Regions from separate parts of the Mus musculus genome. Here all the other regions are linked to region 3. A link is a contact called in public promoter capture Hi-C data. All regions are on one chromosome and are shown on one strand. Each heading gives the region's core, a stretch centred on a gene start, on an enhancer-like site or on the middle of the called end of the contact. The rest is flanking DNA. Distances are from core to core; before and after follow the strand shown.

What was found. Promoter capture Hi-C pulls out the DNA fragments that hold promoters and counts their contacts.
Region 1: a contact with region 3 is called in a promoter capture Hi-C map of liver, with 3 times the contacts expected there. The contact joins the promoter of Osbp2 here to the promoter of Thoc5 in region 3. A contact is called at or near these places in 2 of 39 promoter capture datasets (liver and stem cell-derived epiblast-like cells).
Region 2: a contact with region 3 is called in a promoter capture Hi-C map of liver, with 2.9 times the contacts expected there. The contact joins the promoter of Dusp18 here to the promoter of Thoc5 in region 3. A contact is called at or near these places in 3 of 39 promoter capture datasets (hippocampal neurons and liver) and 1 of 115 datasets of contacts at active chromatin or transcription factors (pancreatic cancer cells).
Region 4: a promoter capture Hi-C map of pre-B cells shows a contact between it and region 3, with 5 times the contacts expected there. The contact joins the promoter of Nudcd3 here to the promoter of Thoc5 in region 3. A contact is called at or near these places in 2 of 39 promoter capture datasets (liver and pre-B cells), 1 of 484 Hi-C or Micro-C datasets (pre-B cells) and 1 of 9 other capture datasets (liver).

The regions. Positions count from the first base shown.
Region 1 is chr11:3,861,694-3,867,412 of GRCm38.p6, reverse strand. Osbp2 (oxysterol binding protein 2) reads left to right here and starts at 3,510. Exons shown (of 14, transcript NM_152818.3): 1 at 3,510-4,180. The coding sequence starts at 3,546.
Region 2 is chr11:3,890,192-3,896,588 of GRCm38.p6, reverse strand. Dusp18 (dual specificity phosphatase 18) reads right to left here and starts at 1,349. Exons shown (of 2, transcript NM_173745.5): 1 at 1,072-1,349. It overlaps 4921536K21Rik (RIKEN cDNA 4921536K21 gene), which reads left to right and starts at 1,463. Exons shown (of 3, transcript NM_026150.3): 1 at 1,463-1,749. The coding sequence starts at 1,502.
Region 3 is chr11:4,893,563-4,900,016 of GRCm38.p6, reverse strand. It overlaps Thoc5 (THO complex 5), which reads right to left and starts at 4,674. Exons shown (of 20, transcript NM_172438.3): 1 at 4,639-4,674; 2 at 111-226. The coding sequence starts at 206. Nipsnap1 (nipsnap homolog 1) reads right to left here. Exons shown (of 10, transcript NM_008698.3): 10 at 5,816-6,454.
Region 4 is chr11:6,197,848-6,203,652 of GRCm38.p6, reverse strand. Nudcd3 (NudC domain containing 3) reads left to right here and starts at 3,202. Exons shown (of 6, transcript NM_173748.5): 1 at 3,202-3,710. The coding sequence starts at 3,519.

The DNA.
Region 1 (5,719 bases), core at 2,261-4,760, 1.0 Mb after region 3:
CTCAAGGCAGAACAATAACAAAAATTGATAACAATTTATTTCCATAAATTTTTAGATTGTGAATTTATTGAACAAATTGGTTTTTTGGTTGTAGAGTTTCCAGTATTTTCTGAGTAAATTCTCTGTGCACCCACAGGCAAGCAATAAAGACTTTTTTCCAGGTATAAGCATATCCTGCGGGGCTTACCTTGCAACACTATAAGCTCCGAGTAAACTCATCCTTCTCTAAGTTTTATTGCAGCATTAGAAAAGAAACTAAGACAAGCTCCTTGGGATAGTGAGCAAATTTCTCTATCTTAAAATATTTAAAACCAACTTATTTATTATTATGTGTCGTGTGTGAAGATATGTGTCGTGTTCATGTGTGCCACAGCATGTAAGTAGAGGTCAGAGGACAACTTTCCGGAATCAGCTTTCTCTTTACACTTGACTGCACTCAGGTTGTCAGGTTTGTGGGAAGGGCATTTATCCCCTGAGCTGCCTTGCTGGGCCCTGCACTTCTTTTATACTGAGCCACAGAGATACTTGGTAAAATTCAAGTTTAGTGTTTTGCGGTGTGGAGGGAGGTTATAGAGACAATCATAGATGGAGCTCAGTTGTCAAGAGCACTTCCATAAGCCCCGGGTTCTATTCTGAATACTCATAACCATCTGTAAGTCCAGTCCTAGGAGTCTGATGCCCTCTTCTGCCCTCTGCACACGCGTGGTGCAATACATACATGCAGATAAAACAGCCATACAACATAAAAAAATAAATACATACATAAAATTCAGAAAAATAATCATAGATGGTACTGTTTCGCTCTGGCTCTTAGCAGGCTACACGTACTATTCTGTGACTCTCCTCTGTTGTTAAGATCGATGAACACATTCAATTCATGTCACCTGGATACGTAATGACATTCTCCATGACCTGTCTCTTAGTAGCTACAGGTTATATTTATTTGCCTTGATTCATTATTCACAAGGAGCTGCCCAAAGGTGATGATTGGTTCGAATTCCATTGTTCTCTTTATAGTTATCGGACAATGCTTTGGTTAGTATGAGATTAGTTTTACAACAAAGGTAACTTATCAGTTTTCAGAATAATGACGAAGTAACTCCAAAGTGAGTTATTTGTTTTTAAATAACTTTAGGGATTTGTGGGCTTAATGATGGCTTTACAGCCCATCACAATAGTGATTATTCTTACTGATGCTCAAATTGTTTCATTTGGATTATAAGTGGTACCTCTTTCCAGCCTAGCAAGGCTGGCTGTGACCTCCCGCCACTGCTTAGCGGAGCCACCTGCTGTGCTGCTCCTTTGATGTGCCATTACCTGCCCGAGGCCCAACCTGCCTGAGGCCGAACCGGTTCTCTTCCAAGACTTTCCGGAGTTAGCACCGAACTTTGATCTTCATCTTCGAAAGTTCCCACTAAAAAGCTGACCTATCTACTTCTAAGGAACTTGCTTGGCCAGGGACGGGCCTCCCTTTTTCTTTATAAAGCGTGTTTGCTGACATTAAAATTGAACCTTGAGCCGAGCCTTGTCTTGGTTCCGTCCTTATCTCGCGCAGCCTAGCCCCTCTTCTCTTCCAGGTTTCCAAAGTGCCTTTCCAGGCTAGAACCCAGACCTGTGATCTGCTAGCCGGACACAACATATAAGGTCATGTTTAAATTGACTCCTGAGTTCTTTGGATAAAACATGTTAACACAGTAGTCCTGAATGACTCTTTGCTTCTGACTATGACAAGATCTTCCAGATAAGTTCATCTATTCTTTCCTCCTTTTATTTATTTATTTTTTAAATGTGCATGGCTGTTTTGCCTTCCCATAGATGCCCATACACCACATTTGTGCCTGTAGAGGCCATAAAAGGGCATTGGCTCCCTGGGACTGGAGTTGTAGATGGTGTGAGCTGCAGTGTGAGTTCTGGGACCTGAATCCCAGGTCCTTAGCAAGACTGGCCATCGCTCCTGCTCCGGGTGGCTCTGTCTATCTTGTGCATTTCCTGCTCCAGACTTGGAGTTGACATTTCTTTGGGAAAGATCAGAGATTTTAAAGTTTTTCTTTTTTTTTGTCCAGAATATTAAGAGTGAAAGCTCTGGGCCAGGTATAATGGCTCACGTCTGTAATCCCAGAACTCTGGTTCTAAGAAACAAACATTTCCAGATGGAGACCAGCCTGGACTACATATAAAGACTCTGTTTCAACACACTTTATTTTAAAAGATTTATTTATTTTATCTTATGTTTATGAGTATACTGTAGCTATACAGATGATTGTGAGCCTTCATGTGGTTTCTGTTCTGGGAATTGAATTCAGGACCTCTGTTCACTCAGGCACAAAGATTTATTTATTGTTATATGTAAGTACACTCTAGCTGTCTTCAGACACACCAGAGGAGGGCATCAGATCTCACTACAGATGGTTGTGAGCCACCATATGGTTGCTGGGAATTGAACTCAGGACCTTTGGAAGAGCAGTCAGTGCTCTTACCCACTGAGCCATCTCACCTCCTTCCCCCCCCCCCCCACTTTAAAAATGAAAATAAATTTCCCTTGTTTCTAGAAGCTTTGGTTTCTCTAGGATAAAGGGCATTCCTTGTGGTGGGGTGTGGGGCAGCTGTTCTGTGTCCTGCCCTCCTCTTGACAAAACACTGAGCTATTAGCTATTTGCCAGACAAGCTGTTCTCCCTGGTTTGGGTCTTTGTACACAGCGGTTTCTCCTTGAAGGTCTTTCTTGTTTCTCTAACTCTGTAGACCTTGTCTCTTCTGTGACTCTTGCCCAAATTTGGTAGAACTAATGACAGGCCTGTCATCTTAGGTAGCTTGGCAATTTGTTTCAGGAGTCGAAACATCTCGTTAAGAATTTATTAGTTAGCTTCCTTCCCTGAGGGCTGCACACACATCTGACACGTGCATGCACAGTGGCTGCTTCCCAAGCTTGTCAACCTTGCTCTCATCTCCTGCTCTGGTCGCTGACAAAATGTACCACAGAACTCTCTAGTTAATAACTCAATGATGCTCTCGGAGCATCTACTCTGCCAAATGTGCCTCATATGCACCATCTTATTACAGCCTTTGAAGGAGGTATTATCTTCATTGTATAGATGAGCCAACAGAAGTTTGTGGAGTGGCTACAGTTCCCACAACTAGGGAGAGGGCCTAGGCTGGATTTCCTCAGGTCGGACTCCCAGGGTTTGAGATTTGCTGTCCACGACCCACCCATTGCTCAGAGTTGCGTGGCGAGCGCACCGCGTGGCTTTCATTCACCATTGTTCTCCCAGCGCCTGGCACAGGAGGGACAGCAGCCTGAAGCGTGAAGTGCCTTCCACGTCGTCTGCCTAACTCTTGGCCCACGGGGTTCCTTCCACCTTAGCCAGAGCGGCGGAGGGACCCACGCGCACCCGATCTCTGTCGCTCACGTGAGGGCTCCACCCATCCCGTCCACTCCTCCACCAACCCCGCCCGGCTCCGCCCCGCCACTCCCTCCGAACAGGCCCCACCCACTCCCGCCCCGCCCCGCCCCCACTCCGCGCTCCGCCGAGCTCGGGTCCACAGCTCTATGGGGAAAGCGGCCGCTCTGAGCCGAGGCGGCGGCTGCGCTGGCCGCTCCCGCGGGCTCTCGTCGCTGTTCACGGTTGTGCCCTGCTTGTCCTGCCACACGGCGGCGCCGGGCATGAACTCATCCGCGTTCGGCTCAGGACCAGCGTCAAAGCCTCAGCTCCAGCCTGTGCAGGCACCAGAGCGGGAGTTGCTGTCGAAACAGGTGTGCCAGCCAATTTCTGAGCCGGCGTCGAGATCCGAACCTGGGTCCCAGACGACGTCTGTGCCAAGGCCTTCAGGGGTTGGGCAGGAATCGGAACTACAGGGCTTGTGGCCGGGGTCAGAGAACGGCACAAGGTCTGTGTCCATCATCAAAGCTTCGCCAGAGCTGGCAATGCCGTCCCCGCTGCAGTCAACAGTAGGGAGTTTGCCCGTCACCAAACCCGAGTCCAAGCTGGTGCCAAAGACCCAGTCTTTTCTGCGACAAGGACAGGCGAAGATTTCTGTCGGGACTCCGGTGTCAGGGATTGGTGTCCAAATGGTCTCACCACCTCTGGACAGCTACAAGGGTTGGCTCCTCAAGTGGACTAACTACCTGAAGGGCTACCAGCGCCGTTGGTTCGTGCTCGGCAATGGCCTGCTGTCCTACTACAGGTACGGAAGTACCGAGGTAGGACATCTGTGGTTGGAGGGTGGTGGTGGCCGGCCTCGACTGTGGGGTGGGTGTCACCATAACCCTTCTGAGATGTTTGCATGAACTTCTGTAGAAGTAATGCCTGTCAACTGCCAAGGGAAGACGTGACCTGTGGACATGGCCTCTGGCAAGCTTGAGTTTAAAAGGATGAGTGGGGAGATGGGTGGAGTAGGTCTTTTGTTCCCCTCCTGTTTTTGGTGGTCATGGAACCAGGGGCTGCGTCTGGTTCACTGTGTTCATGGAGGGAGGCAGCTAGTGAACCCCTCTCTTGGGAAGGACTGTGGGTCCCACCTCCCGTGGTTACTTCATTTGTTTCCTACCTTTGCTGACACCTGCTGGTGGCCAGGCCTTGGGCTGGGACTCGCTGACCCACAGATAGAGCAGACATAGTGTGTACCCCCTGGGACCCCAAGTTGACATTTTGCAGCAGATAATGCTTTCCTGTTCCCTTGCTTATTCCAGAAGTAGCTTGGGTTTCGGAGCTGCAGTAGAGACAGAGCTGGCACGACCTCCTGCTAAAGCTGGACTTCCTTCCCTTTCTCACTAGCTGTTTCCTGGGATTGCAAGCTTTGAGATCTCAGGCCGCTCTAGATGAGAGCTTCTCAAACTAAGTGGGGTTGCTGCAGCAGTGTCTAGGTCTCCCGCTGAATCCCTCCTGAGATAGGCCTGAGGAAAGCACCCGAGGGATGGCTTTTCTAAAAGTTTCCGTGTGAGGACTGTGAGGCTGGTTCAGAGTCAACTCTTCAAGAAGGCCTTCTTCACTGTTAGACAGATTTTCCCACCATGTTGTTGGCCAAAGCTTGGGTTTCCTCCGCTAATAGTACTTCAGGTTCTGCTGAGCCCTTTGGAGACAAGGCGCCTGGTGCAGAGGCTTGCTAAGTGTGGTATGGCTGAGAATATTCGTGCTCCACTGGTTAAATGTGACCCTTGCACCAAGTTGAGAGTCAGGGGCCTTGTTCCCTTTCAGGTGGAGGAGAAGCCAAAATGAGTCTGAGTTGCCCTACTCACGTAGTGTCTCAGCTGTGACCCAGAACACAGGGTTAGCACACCAAGCAAGCAATAGGAGACCCTACCCAGATGGCGGTTTTAATCTATATTAACATACACTCCAGCTAGGCAACGCTCCTATCCAGCTATGCAATGACAAGGACTTTTTTGTGATTTGCTGAGTTATTTTTCATTTGGAGGCAAGGGGGCATAGCGTCAGCTGTGGTCATGAACTTCATTCTCTGTTACACTCATTCATTTCATCCCACTGGCCGCGGTGTGAGGTAGGCTCCCATGTCATTGTATTTCACAAGGGAGTATTTTGAGGCTGGAGAGGAGGAGGAAGCTTTGTCATCTGGTCACCTGCCCAGGGCCTGCAGCTCTTCAGTGATCTCACCTCTTTATGCTCCAGAACACTTTTCATAAAAGTGGTATTTCTTAGTACTCAAGCTTCCAGAGGAGTCTGCTCTTTGTGCCTCAGTTTCTCCAGTGCTGGAATTACAAGTCTGTGC
Region 2 (6,397 bases), core at 100-2,599, 1.0 Mb after region 3:
TCTTCTCATAACCAGCCAGCAAGTCTAGCTGTTTTCAGCACACATGACTGGTGTCATCTACATACAGCACAGCTAGTGGAAACTCATGTTCTCTGCTCAGCTGTGTGACTTCCAACATTAATGACCTCAAAGTCAACTGAGAGCAAGTAGAAAAGAGCCTTGGTGATGGTCACCTGGAACTGCAGCATTCAGGAGGTAGAAGAGAAAGGTGGGGCCCTTGCTTTATGGGTCCTGCCCCCCAACAAAGAGCTGAGGAAACAAACTACAGGGTTTTTTGTTTGTTTGTTTTGATTTAATTTTTTCCTTGTCACAGAAACAAAGCTGTTTTCTTAAAATTAACCTTTGAGAAATCAGGATTTCCCAGGCAGGCCAGTTTCAGCTAGCATAAGGTCATGGCCTAACTTATCCTCTCAGAATGAAAAGTCATTCAGGTAACCTCAGGCCAATCAGTTATTTTTCCACTGTTCTGTCTCCCTGTTCCTGCCTTCCAAGGAATGTGACTTCCAAGTGACATTTGGTTTTGTTTCTGCTCTCTTCAGTCCCTTCAGAGGTAAAGTTAAAATGCAAAGCTTGTGGGAATGACAAATAAAGGCATTTGTTATAGAGTTGCAAAGATAGTAAGAAGCGATCACAGACAGTAGGACATGGTAGAGCAGACCTGGAAGCTGAAGCAAGATGTGGTGTTCCTGACCAGACTACTGGAACTCTTTCAAGAGTTTCAAGAGGGGGAGGGGGAGGGGGGGGGAGAGGGGAGGAGAGGAAACAGAAACGTCATCTCCATTTTTTACATTTTACAACCAACCAGGCTTTTGGCATCTAGTTAATTTGTAGCCGTGAAACCTGAGACTCGAGGAAAACCAGTTTTGTTCATCATTAGACAGCAAGTTCTGAAGGCTGATATTTCTGGTGGATTACACTTTCTGGAGAAAGTTGGCAAATATAGGTGGGGCGCTGGTTAAATTCTGGGTTATAAACGTGGAACAGAGTCCACAAGTAGATGAGTGGAAGGTGCCACAACAAGCCTAGGAAGCTTGGCCTCTCTACGTGGTGACAAGACTCAAACAATCTTACCTCCTTCCCTCAGTGCCCCCGAAATCTTTCAGGGCAGAGCCGCGGACGACCCTCTCCAAGAAAGAGAGGGCCCTTCATGATTCCGGACCTTGGTAGCAACGGCTTCTCCTCGCGGAACAATGGGCAGTTCGGGGCTTAGGGGGACCCCGCGACTGATTCTGTACCTCGAAGGACTACGCAGTTCCCAGGCGTTTGGGAAAAGCTGGGTGGGCTGCCTGTCTTCACAGAAATGCGCCAAGTAGCCAGAAGGACCATTGCTACACCCACCGCCTGCACGCCCCGCCCACTCACCCTTCGTCTCCTAGGCAACACGCCCAACAGAGCCTCACAAAGAACGCCTAAAGACTGTCACGCGGTCTGCTTGCCGGTTGTCTCCCAGGCAACGCACTCCAGTGTAGATAGTTGCTCTGCGACCGCGTGTCTTTCCACCATGGTTTTAGGTCTTGCTAGCTTTCCTGAGTCGCTCTCTAGCCAGTCAGAGACCGCTACACAGCCCAGAAGGCCTTCAGTCAAATGGGACTTGGGCTCGGATTACAGGAAAGGTACCGAAGAGACTACCGCTTCTGGTTCGAACTTCCGGCGCGAGAGACTGGACAGCCAGCCGGATCTTGGCCTCCACGTCCAACCACAGATCTACTTCCTGCGGCCGCGGTCCCCACTCCCCAAGTTGTTATTCAGGTGTGGCTCGGGTATACAAAGCAGTTGTCAGACCCGGGACCCCGTAAGGGAATCCGACTCACTTTGTTCCAGCCGTGTCCCCCCCCCAACCTCCGCCCTTAGATGTTCCTCTGATCGCAGCAATGTCTCCGATCGCAGGATTTTTCAGACTCAGGCCAACCCGTAGGACCTTCAGAAGCCCGTTTTCTGGGCCGAAGGCACTGTCCCGTTTCTAGCCTTCCGAATGAATCCTGACCCTGGCGTAGTGTAGGCTTGACGTCTGCAATTGGTCTCAGGCTCCAATCGACTTGGCAACTCCAGGCCTTCCCATTCTCCAGCGTCCTTGAAAAGCCTTCAGTTCCCCAATGTTTGACTCCAATCCTGTCCCCCTTCTTCAACCGGCATCAGCCAAGGATGTAACAAGTCCTACAGAGGATTTATTATGGAAACACAATTTGTTTCAAAAATGACCAGTATTTATTACTTGATAAATTTGGTGCATCACTAAGTAAAGAGGGTCTTTAAATATTTAGTCTCTTTTTGGTTGAAAATAGGACTTAGACTTGTGTGTAAATTCCTGACCGTTGACTCTGTCTTCCCATCCGCACCTGGGTATGTTGAGTCATCCTGCATAAAAACCAGAAAAGTGGAACTGGGTAGCTTTCAATGTTCGTTCCTTTGTATTAGCAAGCACAGCCTGACCACAGTTGTTCCTAACTCATAGGAAAATGAACTGGAGAACGTTATTAGAATCCCCCTAAAGGTGCTTTGTTTTCTTCTTAACTGAACGTGGTTGCACACGATTGTAATCAAGCACTCAGGTGCTGGAGGCAGGAGGATTGGAAATTCAAGGTCACTCTCAGTTCAAGAGGGAGTTCTAGGCCAGCCTGGATACACGAGACCTTGTCACAAAATATACATCTTTTTGTTTGTTGGGTTTGGTGGTGGTGGTGTTTTCTGTTTTTTTGTTTTTGTTTTGTTTTTGTTTTGTCTGACTATGAATGTATTTTATGATGATCTTATTCTGATGTGCTAACCAATAGAGACTGAGTTTAGTATAAGTTGTTATTTGTATTCCTTCTGTTCCTGTGTGTATCAGACAGCCATTTCTGTTTCAGTCAATTCATGTGTGGTTCTTCCCTTTTTGCTATTGTTTGTTTGGGAATCTGTATTCAGAAATACTTCACCAGCACGTATGTCATTTCCCTGGTTTCCTTTAGAGTGGTTTGCCAATCATTTCAAAAGTAAAATAAACTAAGCAACATCAACAACAACAAACCAAACAGAAGTCGGAGCAGCAAACCAATCACTGTGCTGGCTAGTTTTTGTCAATTTAAAACTACTAGTTTTACCTGGGATGAAGGAACATCTTTTGGGGAATTGTCTACAGCTGATGGCCTGTGGGCGTGTCTGGGGAGCAGTTTCCTAATGACTGGTGTGGGAGGATGTAGGGCACTGTGGACAGTGTCACACCTGCGCGGGTGGTTGGGTTGTATAAGAAGGCCAGTTGAGTAAGTCATGAAGAGCAAGCCAGTAAGCAGCCTTCCACTGTGGTCTCTGCTTTAGTTCCTGACTTCAGGTTCCTGCCCTTAGCTCTGCCTCAGCCTTATTTGATGAGCAACTGCAACCTGTAAACTGAAGTAAGCACTCTCTTCAAGTTGTTTTTGGTCAGTATTTTATTACAGCAATTGACAGGCTAAGATAATCCATATCTAAGTATATGTGTGTTGTATTTTTAAAAAGCACAACACAAAAATTCACTCTTTAGTAAACAGTAGCCACTGTTTAGTTGCAGTGGCCACAACTTTTTTCTCTATCTAGTTATTATACCAAGATATTTATTCTTGATTATATGTATTATATCAACTGACTTAACACAATGATCCACTTGGCTTCCAAGTTTTAGAATGTATGAACAATTGTTTTTTTAAATGGGAAAAACCATTGAAAAACACTTCATAATATAACTAAATTATCAAAAAATGAGAACCCAGGAGCTGGAGAGATGGCTCAGCAGGTAAGAGCACTGACTGCTCTTCCGGAGGTCCTGAATTCAAATCCCAGCAACCACATGGTGGCTCACAACCATCTGTAATGAGATCTTATGCCCTCTTCTGGGGTGTCTGAAGACAGCTACAGTGTACTTACATATAACAAATAAATAAATCTTAAAAAAAAAAAGAGAGAGAACCCACTGGCTAACATCATCATCTGTTATTTGTTGAGACATGTAGCCCAGCTTGGCTTTAACTCATAATGTAGCTAAGAATAGCCTTGAACTTCTGATCCTCCTGCTTCTGCCTCCCAAGTGACGTTTATTGATGCTGGAGATCACCAGGACCATGTGTGTGCTAAGCACATTCTACCAATTCATTCCCAGCTGCCCATTCTGCTCAGATTGCTCCACACCTCTTACCCGTGTGGGTGTCTCCAACCCACTGATGCCCTGGGGCCAGGATGCCTATGGGCAGCAACATCCAACATGGCAACTGATGTAGCAAACTGTAACATTAACTTGATTGCATGGTTCCTGAGTGTAAACTTTGTCAATAGTTGCAGTGTCAAAAGGTGGAACAACTTGTCAAAGTCCCTAAAAGTCCTTTAACACCCCAAACTTTTCTCATTTTTAAACATTTCCCAACTCTTCCATTAGACTCTACTTATTAGCTAAATCTGTGTCCATCCAAATCCTCCCTTATCTCTCTTCTTCCTTCATTTTCTTCCTCCCTCCCTCCCTCCCTCCCTCCCTCCCTCCCTCCCTCCCTCCCTTCCTTCCTTTCCTTCCTTCCTTCCCCCCTCTCTCTCCCTCCCTTCGACAGTTGCCTATGTAGCCCAGGCTGGCCTTGAGCTCCATCTTCCTGCTTCTAGCTTCCCAAGTGCTGAGCGCACAGACATAAACAGACAGAAAACACAGCTGGTTTTCTTTCCTTTCCCTTTATTTTTTTCTACCCTGTTCTGTTCTCCCCTCTCCAAGCTTCCCGCTTAGATTTAAGCTGTGAAGGAAGAACTCCCACCTCTTCCTCTCTCAAACTCATCTTTTACCTCTACCTTCCAACTGTTTTTTCCCCAAAGATTTATTTACTATTATAGATACACTATAGCTGTCTTCAGACACTCCAGAAGAGGGCGTCAGATCTCATTTAGGATGGGTGCTGGGTTGTGAACTCAGGACCTTCAGAAGAGTAGTCAATGCTCTTACCCGCTGAGCCATCTCTCCAGCCCCTCCACCTTTACTCTTATCCGGCATTTTCTCCTTGAGCTGACACTCAGCATTTTGAGGGTTGCTCACCTGGAGAATGCTTGACTAGTGTTTGCAGCCTGAGGGTCCACGCCAGTCCCTTTACAGAGGAACAGTAATAACAATAGCTGCTAGGGAAAGTATTGGCTCAGGACCCCCATGACCAAGTTCTCAGCACAAAGATTTATTTGCTCCAGAGTGACAGAAGGCTGGAAATAAGAGACAAAGACAGGAGATAGAGGATGAGGGAGAAGGGGAAGGGAAAAGGGGAGATAGGACAGGGGTATTTCTCCTGAAAGACAAAGGACTGCTTCTGGATAGAAAGGAGACAGACTTGGCACATAGAAAATAGCAGTTTATAAAGGAACAGTGGGAAACCCTGTGTTAGGATGAAGTGTTTAATTTTAATTGGGCATGTTAATATTAGGTGAGCCAAAGGGGGCTTTTAATTGCTGGACTTCAATACTTTGATAGCTGGACCTTGGTAGTCAGTCTCAGGAGGAGGAAGTGGCCAAATAAGGAACCAGATCTTGGGGGCTAGCTTAGGGATGTGATCTGCTTTTTAGCAAGACGAGGAAATGGGGGAGAAAGTCAAGGCCTGCCAGAGCCATGCTCTACATGCTGGGGCTGGCCAGAATCCCTTCAATAACAACAGTAATAATTGTGAGGACTCTTTCTGCTGCCACCTCTCTTGTGGACTGCTTTGGACCTTTCTGTGTCCTCCCTGTGCTCGGGAAACAGCCTTTTTAACATACCTTGTCTTCAGGCAAAGCTTGGAATGGTTTCCTCACTCCTCTGAAAATGAGAAAACCACTTCTCTGGAAATCCAGGTGTGGTGGCACATGCCTTTAGTCCCAGTACTTGGGAAGCAGAAATAGGTGGATCTCAAAGAGTCCTAAGCTAGCCTGGTGTCTTAGTCAGGGTTTCTATTCCTTCACAAACATCATGACCAAGAAGTGAGTTGGGGAGGAAAGGGTTTACTCAGCTTACACCTCCAAACTGCTGTTCATCTCTAAAGGAAGTCAGGACTGGATCTCAAGCAGGGCAGGAAGCAGGAGCTGATGCAGAGGCCATGGAGGGATGTTCTTTACTGGCTTGCTTCCCCTGGCTTGCTCAGCTTGCTTTCTTATAGAACCTAAGACTACCAGCCCAGAGATGGCACCACCCACAAGGGGACCTCCATGCTTGATCACTAATTGAGAAAATGCCCCACAGTTGGATCTCATGGAAGCATTTTCCCAACTGAAGCTCCATTCTCGGTGATAAGTCCAGCCTGTGACAAGTTGACACACAAAACCAGCCAGTACACCTGGCTCACAGTAAGTTCCAGACTAGCCAGAGCTACATAGCAAGACTCTGTCTCCAAAAGAAAACTAAATAAACCCAAAGAGGTGTTTTCCATTATTCCAGCACCTATCAAATTGGGCATTG
Region 3 (6,454 bases), core at 3,425-5,924:
GGAATTCAAGTCGTCTGGTCTAGTGTGGGCACCCAGAAGTGCGTCTGTGGCACACATGCCGCTGAGCTCCTCCACACTCTCAGTCTGCAGTTTCCCAGCAGCGTGCTCACCTGCTCCGTGTCAGACCGGTTCCGTTTCCCTTCAGTTGGGGTTCCATCACTCCGGATCACTTTGGGTTTCCGTTTTTTGCTGGATTCTGATGACATTGTGCTTCCAGGTGAAAAGGCTGTTAGGAGAGAAAGCTTTTCAGGGTTTGCGACCGAGAAGCTGAGAGATGACTCAGCAATGGGAGCACTCGTTGCTTTTCCAGAGGAACCAGGTTAGACTCCCTGCATTCATCTAGAACTAAGCTCCAGGGCACCTGATGCCCTCTGACATCTGAGAATACCAATCACACATGTGGCGCACAAATATACATGTATGAAAAACATACATACACATGTAGGAAAAACATATATACACATAACATTGTACAAAAAACAATTTAAGCCGAGCTTGGTGGCGCACGCCTTTAATCTCAGCACTCGGGAGGCAGAGGCAGGCGTATTTCTGAGTTAGAGGCCAGCCTGGTCTACAAACTAAGTTCCAGGACAGCCAGGGCTACACAGAGAAACCCTGTCTCAAAAAACAAAACGAAACAAAAAAATTAAAAATACACTGTATGAAAAATTCAAAGAATTAATAAAAGTATTTTTTTTTAAAAAAGAGAGGAAGGGCTGGAGAGATGGCTCAGGGGTTAGGAGTGCTGGCTGCTCTTCCAGAGGACCTAGGTTTAATTCCCAGCATCCACATGGCAGCTCACAGCTGTCTGTAACTCCAATTCCAGAGGATCCCACACCCTCACACAGACATGAATGCAAGAAAAACACCAAGGCACATAAGATTAGAAGAAATAAATCACATGTAAAGAGACAAAAAAGAAATGTCAGCAAAAGAGCTGGTTCTTAGCAAAGACAGACAGACAAACTCATAACCAAACTAACCAAGAAAGAGAGAAGACCTAAATTAATTGACATTAGAAACAAACATACAAAGTCACATGGATGCTAATGAAATTCAGAGGCTCATTAGGGAACACTTTAAAAGGAAAATAAGCCGGGCAGTGGTGGCGCACACCTTTAATCCCAGCACTTGGGAGGCAGAGGCAGGCGGATTTCTGAGTTCGAGGCCAGCCTGGTCTATAGAGTGAGGTCCAGGACAGCCAGGGCTATACAGAGAAACCCTGTCTCAAAAAAACAAAACAAAACAAAACAAAACAAAACAAAGCAACAAACGAAAAAAAGGAAAATAAACAAAGACTTTCCAGGGTCAGGGGTTGAAAGGTTGACTCAACAGTTAAGAGCATGTACTGTTTTGCAGCAGACCTGAGTTCCTCTCCCAGCACCCACATCAGATAGCTCACAACCATAATAATAAAAAGAAAGCGAGCTTTAAGATGTTTCAGAATTCAGCTGGGTGTGATGGCGCACAGCTTTAATCTCAGCTCTCAGGAGGCAGAAGCAGGAAGATCTCTGTGAGTCTGAGGCCAATCTGGCCCACACGGTGAATTCCAGGACAGTCGGGGATATATAAAGATGCCCTATCTTAAGTCAAAACAACCAACCAAGTTCCTGCCAAGACTATGAGCTCTGCTCTTACTCATGAGCCTGGCAAAGCACTTCATAAATTTAGATTTAATTCCTGTCTGGTGTATAACCCTATTCGAAATACTTCTGACTGGCCACTGAATAGTAGACTTTGATTGAAGCACTTGATGGATATTGCATTAGTTAGGGTTCTCTAGAGTCACAGAACTTATGGATAGTCTCTAGATAGTAAAGGAATTTATTGATGACTTACAGTCGGCAGCCCAATTCCCAACAATTGTTCAGTCGCAGCTGTGAATGGAAATCCAAGGATCTAGCAGTTACTCAGTCTCACACGGCAAGCAGGCGAAGGAGCAAGAGCAAGAGCTAGACTCCCTTCTTCCAATGTCCTTATATTGTCTCCAGCAGAAGGTGTAGCCCAGATTAAAGGTGTGTTCCTTAAACTCGGAGATTCAATCTTCTGGAATCCATAGCCACTATGGCTCAAGATCTCCAAACCAAGATCCAGATAAGGATCTCCAAGCCTCCAGATAAGGGTCACTGGTGAGCCTTCCAATTCTGGATTGTAATTCATTCCAAATATAGTCAAGTTGACAACCAGGAATAGCCACTACAGATATGTTCACACTTGGTTACTTTACAAAGCCATTCAGATAAGAACCACTACCATCTCTATCATCTCAAAGATGAGAAAAGCAAGGCTTAGAGAGGTAATGGTTTTTCAAAGCTGCACAGCTAGAATGGGCCCATCTGATGCTACTCCAATGCTTACACACCTGCAGTACTGCATCGCCCAGTCTCACCAGCATCCCTGCCACCTCCCTGTCCGGCTCTAATATTCAAATGAAGAAGAGCAAGGCAAGGTGGCAGGCGCATGCTTTTAATCTCAGCACTCGGGTGACAGAGGTAGGAAGATCTCTGAGTTCCAGGCTAGCCAAGCTTAAATAATGAGACTCCGTCTCAAAAGAAGCAAAAATAAGTAAAGACCAAAGCCTACATTTTATGAGGTTCTGCCTCTTATCGTCCCCCCAACAACCAAGGGAGGGTAGTTTTGTCCCTTATTTAATTTACCACCAATACTTGTAGGAGAAGCCTGAGTCAGAACCTCCATTTGACTGTTCTAGACCCATGGGCCCCTCAACGAACCACTTCATTATTGTTTTCTCTCAAATTAAATGCACAATAGTCCTTCTGGGATTGAAGGGGCGCAGACACGCAAAGCACATCCCCGAGGATGAGGAACTCGATTCAGGGTGGATCTGGAGTGACTCTGCATTATGCTAAACACCAGAGGACAGGTCAACCTGCCCGCCGTCTCTTTGGACAAGTCTATGTAGCTCACACTGCTTCCAAACTGGAGACCCCTCTGCCTCAGCCTCAACAGTGCTGAGATTATAGCTACGGGTCACAGTGCTGTGCTGTCATTTTTCTGGCCAGCTGTGAGGGCGCATGCCTTTAATTTCAGCACTCCAGGAGTGGAGAGCAGAAGCAAGTGGATCTTTGTGAGGTTGAGGACAGCCTGGTCTACACAGTGAGACAAAAATCACAAACGAAATGTCTAATTACTTCAAGTTTCCTAGTTTATTGTTAATATTTACAAACACCAAGGTTCTTGTGAGAAATAGATTCTCAAGTTGGAGAGATGACTCTGAAGTTAAGAGCATCATCGACTGCTCCTCCAGAGGATCCAGCTGCAATTCCCAACATCCACGTGGCAGCTCACAACTGACTGTAACTACAAGATCTAACACCTCACACGGACACGCACGCAGGCAAAACACCGATGTACATAAAATAAAAATAATTTAAAAAGAAATGGATTCTCTCTCAGAATCTTAGACAAGGAAACCAAGACAGAATTTATTAATAAATGTTTTCATCATACTATGTATACTATGCAGTTATATCAATATCATAAGACAAGTGGAAGCCATTTCCTATTTATGGCATGCAGACCAGACCCAAGTTTTCTTCTACCAAAGTAACTATAGGTTTAAAAAGTGACTGTGAAGTTGGGAATATTACTCAGCTGGTAGAGTGCTGGCCTAGCATACTCAAACGCCTGTGTTTGATCTCCTGGACTGCATAAAACTGTGTGGCGGGACATGCCTGCAATGAGAACAGGTCAGACTGAGAGCTGGCTGACGAGATGTTCCAGATCAGCTTTTGCTATATAATGTGTTCAAAAGTCAGTTTGGGCTACATAATAAAATCTCGTCTCCAAGAAAAAAGGGGGGAGGGGCGGATGGGCTGTGAGACAGGATAGTGGTAAATATCAGGAATCACAGAGCTTGAGTGACTGAGGCAGAGGGATCTTTACCAATGTGAAGCCAACCTGGACTACAGAAGCTGCCAGACAGACAGGACTATAGTGACTGCATTTAAAATCTTCATTAAAACGGAGCAGGTGGCACCTCTTCTTACTGCCCGAGCCCTTTGCAGTATAACTTAAGAAAAAAAATTCTTGTTTTCCTTTTCTTAGAAATTAAGATAAGCAAAATATTTAATGAAGCAAATACACTAAGTCCAGCCAGCTAGCTAGGAAATAGAGCGGACAACATAAAGAAAAGCCAAGCCAAGCTTCTTTGCCCTTGTAACGTCCGCACTTCGCGCTCTCAGCCTTTCTGCTCCAGCAATAAAAGCTCTTTTCTGCGACTCCTTGGAGTCTGGTGCGGCGCGACGATGGTAACGCCTCTCTCAGAGGACCGCAGGAGGCTGCCGGTGACAGGTAAACGAGTGGCGGACTCATCTGACAAAACCCACAAGGGTGGCACGGAAAACCCGGGAAAGCCAACCGCCACCCAGGAGCGTTTGCCACACGCCCAAGAGGACCATCGACGAGGGTCACCACCAGCAGCAGCACTCTCGGGAGACTACAATGGGGACAGAGGATGCTGCTCCGGTTAGTTCCTAGAAAACCGCCACGAGCCTGGGGGACCCCGACAGGTGAGGACCCCAGCCCGCGGACACGCTCCGTGCCGTCTGCACATCAAGCCCGGATCGCCCAGCGAGGACCTGCAGCCCCAGCCAGCAGCCCTCTACCCTCGCTCACCAGAATGCTCCTCACGCCTTCCAGCCGGGTAGCCACTTCCGGCTCGCGACCATAGAGAAGCGGAAGAAGAGAGCCACAGGCCGGAAGTGAGACACGAAGGCCAGATGCAGCTTGGGAAGCAAGGAAGGGGCGAGTCTAGTTCTATTAAGTTGGGAAACTGGGGCGATAATGTCCAAGTCTGTGCTTCGTGCCCCTTCACCGGAGTGTGAATTAGTGGGCCCTCCGCCGACTCACTCGAGTGAGTTTGTGGTATCTCAAGAAAGCACAAGTGTCGCTGTGCTATCATTTGAACAGGAGTGGATTTTGTCTTCTGACTTTGTTCAGGGCCTCACTACATAGCACACTTGCGGGTCTTGAACGCTATATAGATCAGGCTGGTCACTACGATCCGCCTGCATTGGACTCGCTGGACTTAGGCAGGTGTCACCATGCCTGACTCTTCTTTAAATTTTTGTTTTGTTTTTTTTAGATTTATTTATTTATTATATGTAAGTACATTGTAGCTGTCTTCAGACACTCCAGAAGAGGGAGTCAGATCTCTTTACGGATGGTTGTGAGCCACCATGTGGTTGCTGGGATTTGAACTCTGGACCTTCAGAAGAGCAGTCGGGTGCTCTTACCCACTGAGCCATCTCACCAGCCCTTGTTTTTGTTTTTTGAGACAGGGTTTCTCCGTATAGCCCTGGCTGTCCTGGAACTCACTTTGTAGACCAGGCTGGCCTCCAACTCAGAAATCTGCCTGCCTCTGCCTCCCAAGTGATGGGATTAAAGGCGTGTGCCACCACCGCCCCCCCCCCCCACTCTAACTTCTTGATACTATCGGAGTCACTACACCCAGAAAGGAACTGAGGCAGGGGCATAATCCTATATTACACCTGCTTCCTGCTTCACTGTTTTGTTTTGTTTTGATTTTTTATTTTCCCCCAAGACTCTAGTGCAGTACCTGTAAGCTTCAGATGTTTCCTATGCCTGGCATTTCTGGAGTAAATTCTGGTTGTCTGCAAACATGAACATTGAATACCTTGTGGCGCCGAAACAGCTCCTTTTCTTGCTCTGGGACGAAGATGAAGACGGTCTCCCTAAGAGATCAAAGCCAGTGTAACCCTCAGCCAACTGGAAGCTGCCCTGCCTTAGACAACTACTGAGATTCCTTGTAGATGAAGACAACACCACAACGTACAGTAAATATTTAATTTGGTTCCATCAACATTCTCCTGGATGGTAGCACAACCATGCTAAGCAGGGGTTCATGAGGTACCGGGGTCATTGAAGAGACCCCAGAATCACAACCTACTCCACAGACCTAGTGTTTCTGCAAAATGAGGGTTTGGGGGACAATGTCAAGAAGGGAAAGAAAGAATTTGATGGAACTATAGGTCTCAGCCTGTGTTTTTGCCTGTAGGAAGGAAGAAGTACAGAAGAGCTGAAGCACAAATTCAAGTTTTAACCACATTATGTAGGAAAACATGGATACGCCTCTCCATCTGTCTAGGAACAGGGTGCTCCCTTAAGATCCTCTGTCACCTCTGTCCTGTCTTCCCAATTCTGTATTTTAAATTCTGAATCCTATGTGCCCACTTGTGAAGGGTTCCTGCTTCAAGGCTGTCTCATGTACCCAGATCCTTCCCACTCCCACCCTTTTCCTAGCCCTTTAAGTAGACTTCTGGACCACCTACTGACACTGATAACTTCTGGATTTCCTCCTGACTGTCACGACTTCAGACTTTATGGCAGTTCCAGGATTTTTATTTATTTTTTTTTAAAGACTCAGGCTTGCTTTTTTAACAAGTAGACACCAGAGAGTTCCCGGGCCATA
Region 4 (5,805 bases), core at 1,953-4,452, 1.3 Mb before region 3:
TTATTTCTTTTTAAAAGTCTGTTGACAGCAAGCAGCACTGATTCAGTGAATTACATAAAAAAAGTAAATGAGGTCGAAGGGGCTCATGTTGGGGGTTTGGAATGTAGGAATTGTGGTTCATATGGTCAAGATACATCGTATATATGCATTAAATTGTGAAAAAATATTCATTTTATATTTTTGGTTGTGAGCCTAGCCTTTAATGGCTGAGCCATCTCTCCAGCCCAAAGATATTCTTTTTTTTTTTTGTTTTTTTTTGTTTTTTTGAGACAGAAGATATTCTTTTTTAAAATATGTTGCCTGTTGAGGCCTGCTCCTTTTAATATAGCAGTAGCCATTTTGTATTCTGTCTCCATTTTGCTCCTAAGGTGAAATGAAGTTCAGGTTCTCAGACTCTGCTTCCCAGAAGTGAGCATCCAGAGCTGACACTAAGTATGTTACTAATAAGCCAAAAAGTTACGGCCGAATCACTTGTCCCTGTTATCTCAATGTTCTGAAATTCCCTGCTCAGTACCTGTCCACCACCCTTCTTACCTCAGTCAGGACCACTCAGCTTACAGGTTGGCTAATAATACTTTATCTAGTTAGACAAAACTGCTGTACCACTTCACTGCTTGCCTTTGAACCTTTTTTTAAGATATATTTATTATTTATATGTAAGTACACTGTAGCTGTCTTCAGACGCACCAGAAAAGGGTGTCAAATCTTATTACGGATGGTTGTAAGCCACCATGTGGTTGCTGGGATTTGAACTCAGGACCTTCCGAAGAGCAGTCAGTGCTCTTAACCGCTGAGCCATCTCTCCAGCCCCATCTTTGAACTTTTGAACCTGGTTTTTCCTATAAAAAGCCTGCCCTGAGGACCGGCTGGTGCCACAGTTAGGTTTTTCCTTCTTGTGGACCTAGATGTCCAGTATTATGCTGTGTGTTCAATAAACTATTCCTGTTTAACTGAAATTGGTGTACGTATGGTTTGTGGCAAGTCTCAGACCCCGACACTGACATGTGATGTGTATGGTTATTTGCAAATTAATAAATTTAAGCATTAACTTTCAGTATAGTAAATAATGATGAATAAAACATAAAAACTGTTTGGATTGTCAACAAAATTTTCTCATCGTCTGTGTATGGGTGTTTTGCCTCTAGGCATGTATGTACTTCATATGTGCATGCAGTGTCCTCTAACGTCAGAAGAGGGTAGCAGATTCCCTGGGTTTATAGATGATTGTGAGCCACCATGTGGGTGCTGGGAATCAAATCTGGGTCCTCTGGAATATCAGCTAGTGTTCTTTGTTTTTGTTTTTCTGAGACAGGATTTCTCCATGTAGCCCTGGCTGTCCTGAACTCTCTTGGTAGACCAGGCTGGCCTTGAATTCATAGAGATCTGCCTACCTCACTGGCATTAAAGGTGTGTGCCACCACCAACTGTCTGAGCCATCGCGGTTGCTCCATGGGTTCTTGAAACAAAATTTAAGATCATAATTTTTTGTTTGGTTGGTTTTTTTTGACACAGGGTTTCTCTGTGTAGCTCTGGCCGTCCTGGAACTTACTCTGTAGATTAGGCTGGCCTCGAACTCAGAAATCCGCCTGCCTCTGCCTTCCAAGAGCACGATCATAAATTCTAAGTTGAAAAAATTTACATCAATTTATCTGTATGGCTTTACTTAAAATTTGCTAAGGCCCAACACTATTAAGTTATTTGTTAAGCCTGGAATGTCTCTTACTGGAAAAGCATTTTCCTAACATGTTCAAGACCCTGAGTTTGTCTCCTAGAACTACAAGAAAACAAAAGTAAAATCAGTATTTTGCTCTGTGTGGTGGCATATATCTTTACTTCTGCACTTGGCAGGCAGAAACAGGCATATTTCTGTGAATTTGAGGACAGTTTGGTCTATACAGCGAGTTCCAGGGCAGCCAAGGCTGCAGAGTAAGACAATGTCTTTTAAAAAAGTTAATTTGTAGATGTTAGTTAGTCTAGTAGAGATGAAATTCATTAAAATCTTTTTTGTTGTTGTTGTTGTTTTTTTTCCGGTCAGGATCTCCTTGCAGAGCCCAAGTTGGTCTTGAACTGGCTATGTGGATGAATAAACATTTCTGGTTCTGTCGCCACCTTCCCAGTGCTAGGTTTACAGGTATGGGTTACTACACAGTTTATACAACATTCAGGACACATTAGTCACACATGTGGGTTACTACACAGTTTATACAACACTCAGGACACATTAGTCACACACTTTACCAATTTAGCTACATTGAATGAAAAAAAAACAAAAAGGAGGACATGATGGCTTCTAGGTATGGTGGAGGAGGTTTATTGTAGACAGGAGGGAGCAGACAGCCAGAAGCAGAGGCATCTGGGAGAATTCAGGGTGGAAGTGGCTGTAGAATGAGCTGGGCCATGTGAGAAGGGTTAGGGGAGAGGGTAGAAGAGACCTGGAGTCAAGAGGCCAGGAGACCAAGAGGCCAAAGGGTAAAAAGGACCTCATAACCAAAATGGCTGGGTTACATAGGAATCAGAGAAGCTTGGGGAGGAAAAGGCCAGCTCAGACTCTGGACTGGAGAAGTTTAGGGTAGAGGTCAGGATTAGTATGCCAGCCAGAAGGATCCTGTACCAGAAGGTACTGAGGGAGACTGGTGGCCAGAGTCTGCTTTGATATTTTATTAGGCATCTCAGCCATTTGTCTTCGGTTTGTGACCTAGCATATGTTCCTAATCTGTCTGTCTTTCGTCTCCCCCCAACCCTCTTCTGAGACTGGGTTTGACTCTATAGCCCAGGTTGGCCATGATTTGGATGCGGGGATTACAGGTATAAACCACAGATTGATTGTGTGTCAACCTTACATAAACGTTTTCTTAAAATGTCTATATGCACGTATTAGTAACGGCACGTGTATACACACATGCTATACATACGGATGCACACACACATATTTACAGTATCATACTTCTTTTTTTCCTTCACTGAGCTTTTCACACTTTTCTTGTCCTTTCAAGTCACCTTGAAATCTGGTGCAACCTTCTGAGTTTCACTCATAGCTCTGTTAATAGGAATTCCATACAATTCTACAATATTCCTTTTCCGTTCCCTCCGCTAACAAACAAAATGTGGTATTATAAGAAGGCGCACCAGACACCTACGCAGGAATTCAATCCAGAAAGAAGAAAGGCTCCCAGACCACGTGACACCTCCAGGGACTACGTCAAGTGGCCGTCACCACAATGCTTCCGCCCTCTTCAAACATGGTTGGCAAGCGCTCTCCGCATCGTGACCATGGTTATTCTTGCATGTAGGAACCGTACTGAGCGCATACCAATCTCCTTTAGGCAAGTGTCGCGGCGGAGGAGATCCAGCAGAGCCGCAAGAACGACGATCGGTTACCGCCGGTAGTAACAAGCGCGGACCGGAAGTTCCGCGTCTTCGCTGTCCGGGGGGAGCCGTTAGGCGCGCACGCCGGAAGTGGCCAATCAGCCGGTGTGAGGCGGTGCCCACTGTGTTCGCGTCCCTCGGGCAGCAGAGCCATGGAGCCCGGGGCTGCTGAGCTTTATGACCAGGCCCTGTTGGGCATCCTGCAGCACGTGGGCAATGTCCAGGACTTTCTGCGCGTGCTCTTCGGCTTTCTCTACCGCAAGACCGACTTCTACCGCCTGCTGCGCCACCCTTCGGACCGCATGGGCTTCCCGCCCGGGGCCGCACAGGCCCTGGTGCTGCAGGTGAGGTGGAGAGAGGCGGCGGGCCGTTGGGGTCCAGCAGGTCCTTACCCCAGTTCCACCTCCCAGCGCCAGAGGTGCCCCGGCTCGCGTCCTACGTCTGGGAACTGCGCCACTCCGTAGCCCACCCTTCAGGGTTTGTGATTCTCTCTGGGGTGCCACCAGGTGATTTGAGTAAATGGCCAGGCGTTATCTGACCCACGGATCCGTTGGCAGGAATGCGCTTCTTTGGGTACAGGCTGGGTTTGTGCGGGAGATGCTTAGGTGTTGGACCTGTCAGCCTGGGTTTGAGGGCCTCCCAGCGCCCTGTGGGCATCCCCAGAACGGTGCAAGGGGCTTGTTAGGCAGGGTTCAAACCGTGCAGGCTGTAGGAGGAGGACTTTCACAGCGGGAGAAACTAGTAGATTTCAGAATTCCCGGGCTCGGAGGTGGCAGGAATGACTGGTATGTATTGATTGGTGGGTGTGGCCTCTTGCCAGTGACTTACTAAGTTGGTGGACAATTGTAATGTTTACGAAATTTACATTTGGATTAAAATTTATATGTCCTAGGTTATATTTATTGTTTTTGAAGCGTTACTAATGACTGACTCAAGTTGTTTGGACACCTTTTTAAAAACTGTTTTCTTTCGAGACAAGATCTTGCTGTGTAGCCCTGGTTGACTTGGAACTTGCCAGGTAGATCAGGATGGCTTCGAACTTATGGTCCTCCTTCCCGACGCTCCCGCGCTGGGATTGTTGACATTGTTGAGTTAGTAATAAGCAAACATTTAATGAATATATTTAACACTCTCAGCTGCGGTATAGACTCTGATGGTATGGATATTTAAATAATGGTCTGTCTACTTTTGACACTGTACAGAGAGTAAAGCACAGACACTAATAGAGAGCTCTGCTAGTTCTCTGTGTGGTAGAGCTCTTTGGAAGGAAGTGATAGAAGTGGTAGTTAGGAAATTGAGACAGTTTTGTAGGAGACGTTGAAGTAGGTTTTGAGGGGCGTGTAGAGTCTGATTCACAAACCTATAAAGTGCTTCATGTCACCTTTGCTGTTTGTTGACCCCTGCATCAGCCCCAGACAGGGCTTTCCTGTGTAGCTCTGAAGTCCTGGAACTCACTCTGGCATCAACCTCAGATATCTGCCTAGGATTAAAGACTCGAATTGCCACCACCTGGCTTACCTTCCATCTTAATCTGTTCTGTGGGCTTGTCAGGGGTTACTTTCTTCAGTTCCTCTCAGTGGAAGAAGCCAAAGCTTAGAATGTTCTAGTAACTCTTAACATAATGACCATGAGGTGATCAGTGGGAAGGTTTGCTACTGAGTTTCAGTTTCAGAATGGAAACCGATGAGTCCCTGGGGTAGCTCATCCTTATCAGTGGCCCAAGTGCTGCTGGTTGAGTAATTGGAGAGGGTGAGAGGTGGCACCTTGTGTTTCTTTATAATGAAGTCTTGCCACCTGATCGCCATGCTCTCTGAATCTGACGTAGTAGTTCAACAAGGTTAGATGACAACAAGAACTTCACTCTGTTTCCTGCAACTCAGGACTTCAGTTTTCTAATTCCAAATCTTTTTGCCCTTTTTGTCATTTAGCCACTCCATAGTATGGTGAGAACTTTTGTTTTGGTTATGAAAGGAGGAAAGAGTATCCCAGTGGCTGGCTGGCATTTGAATTTCTTCTGTATAACATCTTATTTTAGCTTTAACACAATTTGAGAGGTTGGTTCTTGTTTGTCTGATGAACTGATAAAGGCAAGATAGATGCACTTATCGTACAACTTTATAAAACAGCTACCTCTGAAAGGTTAAGATAGCTCTATAGGTTACAGTGTGGTGCCCATGCTATGGGAGGTAGGGAGCCGAGGAAGGGACAGGGTCAACCAAATATTTCAAGGTTCCAAATCTGGGTAACTGGAAGAGTGAGGTCATTAACTGTATTGTCACTTGGATTTGGGGGGTGGGAAAGTTTTAGATAAGTTGAATTTGAGATCGCAGACAGGTTCTGGCTTCAGAGCTGTTGGAATGGTAGGACTGGATCTTGCAGGAGATGGAAGGACTGTGAAGTCTGAAGAAGAGCCCAGTGTAGAGGACAGCTGGGGAACGG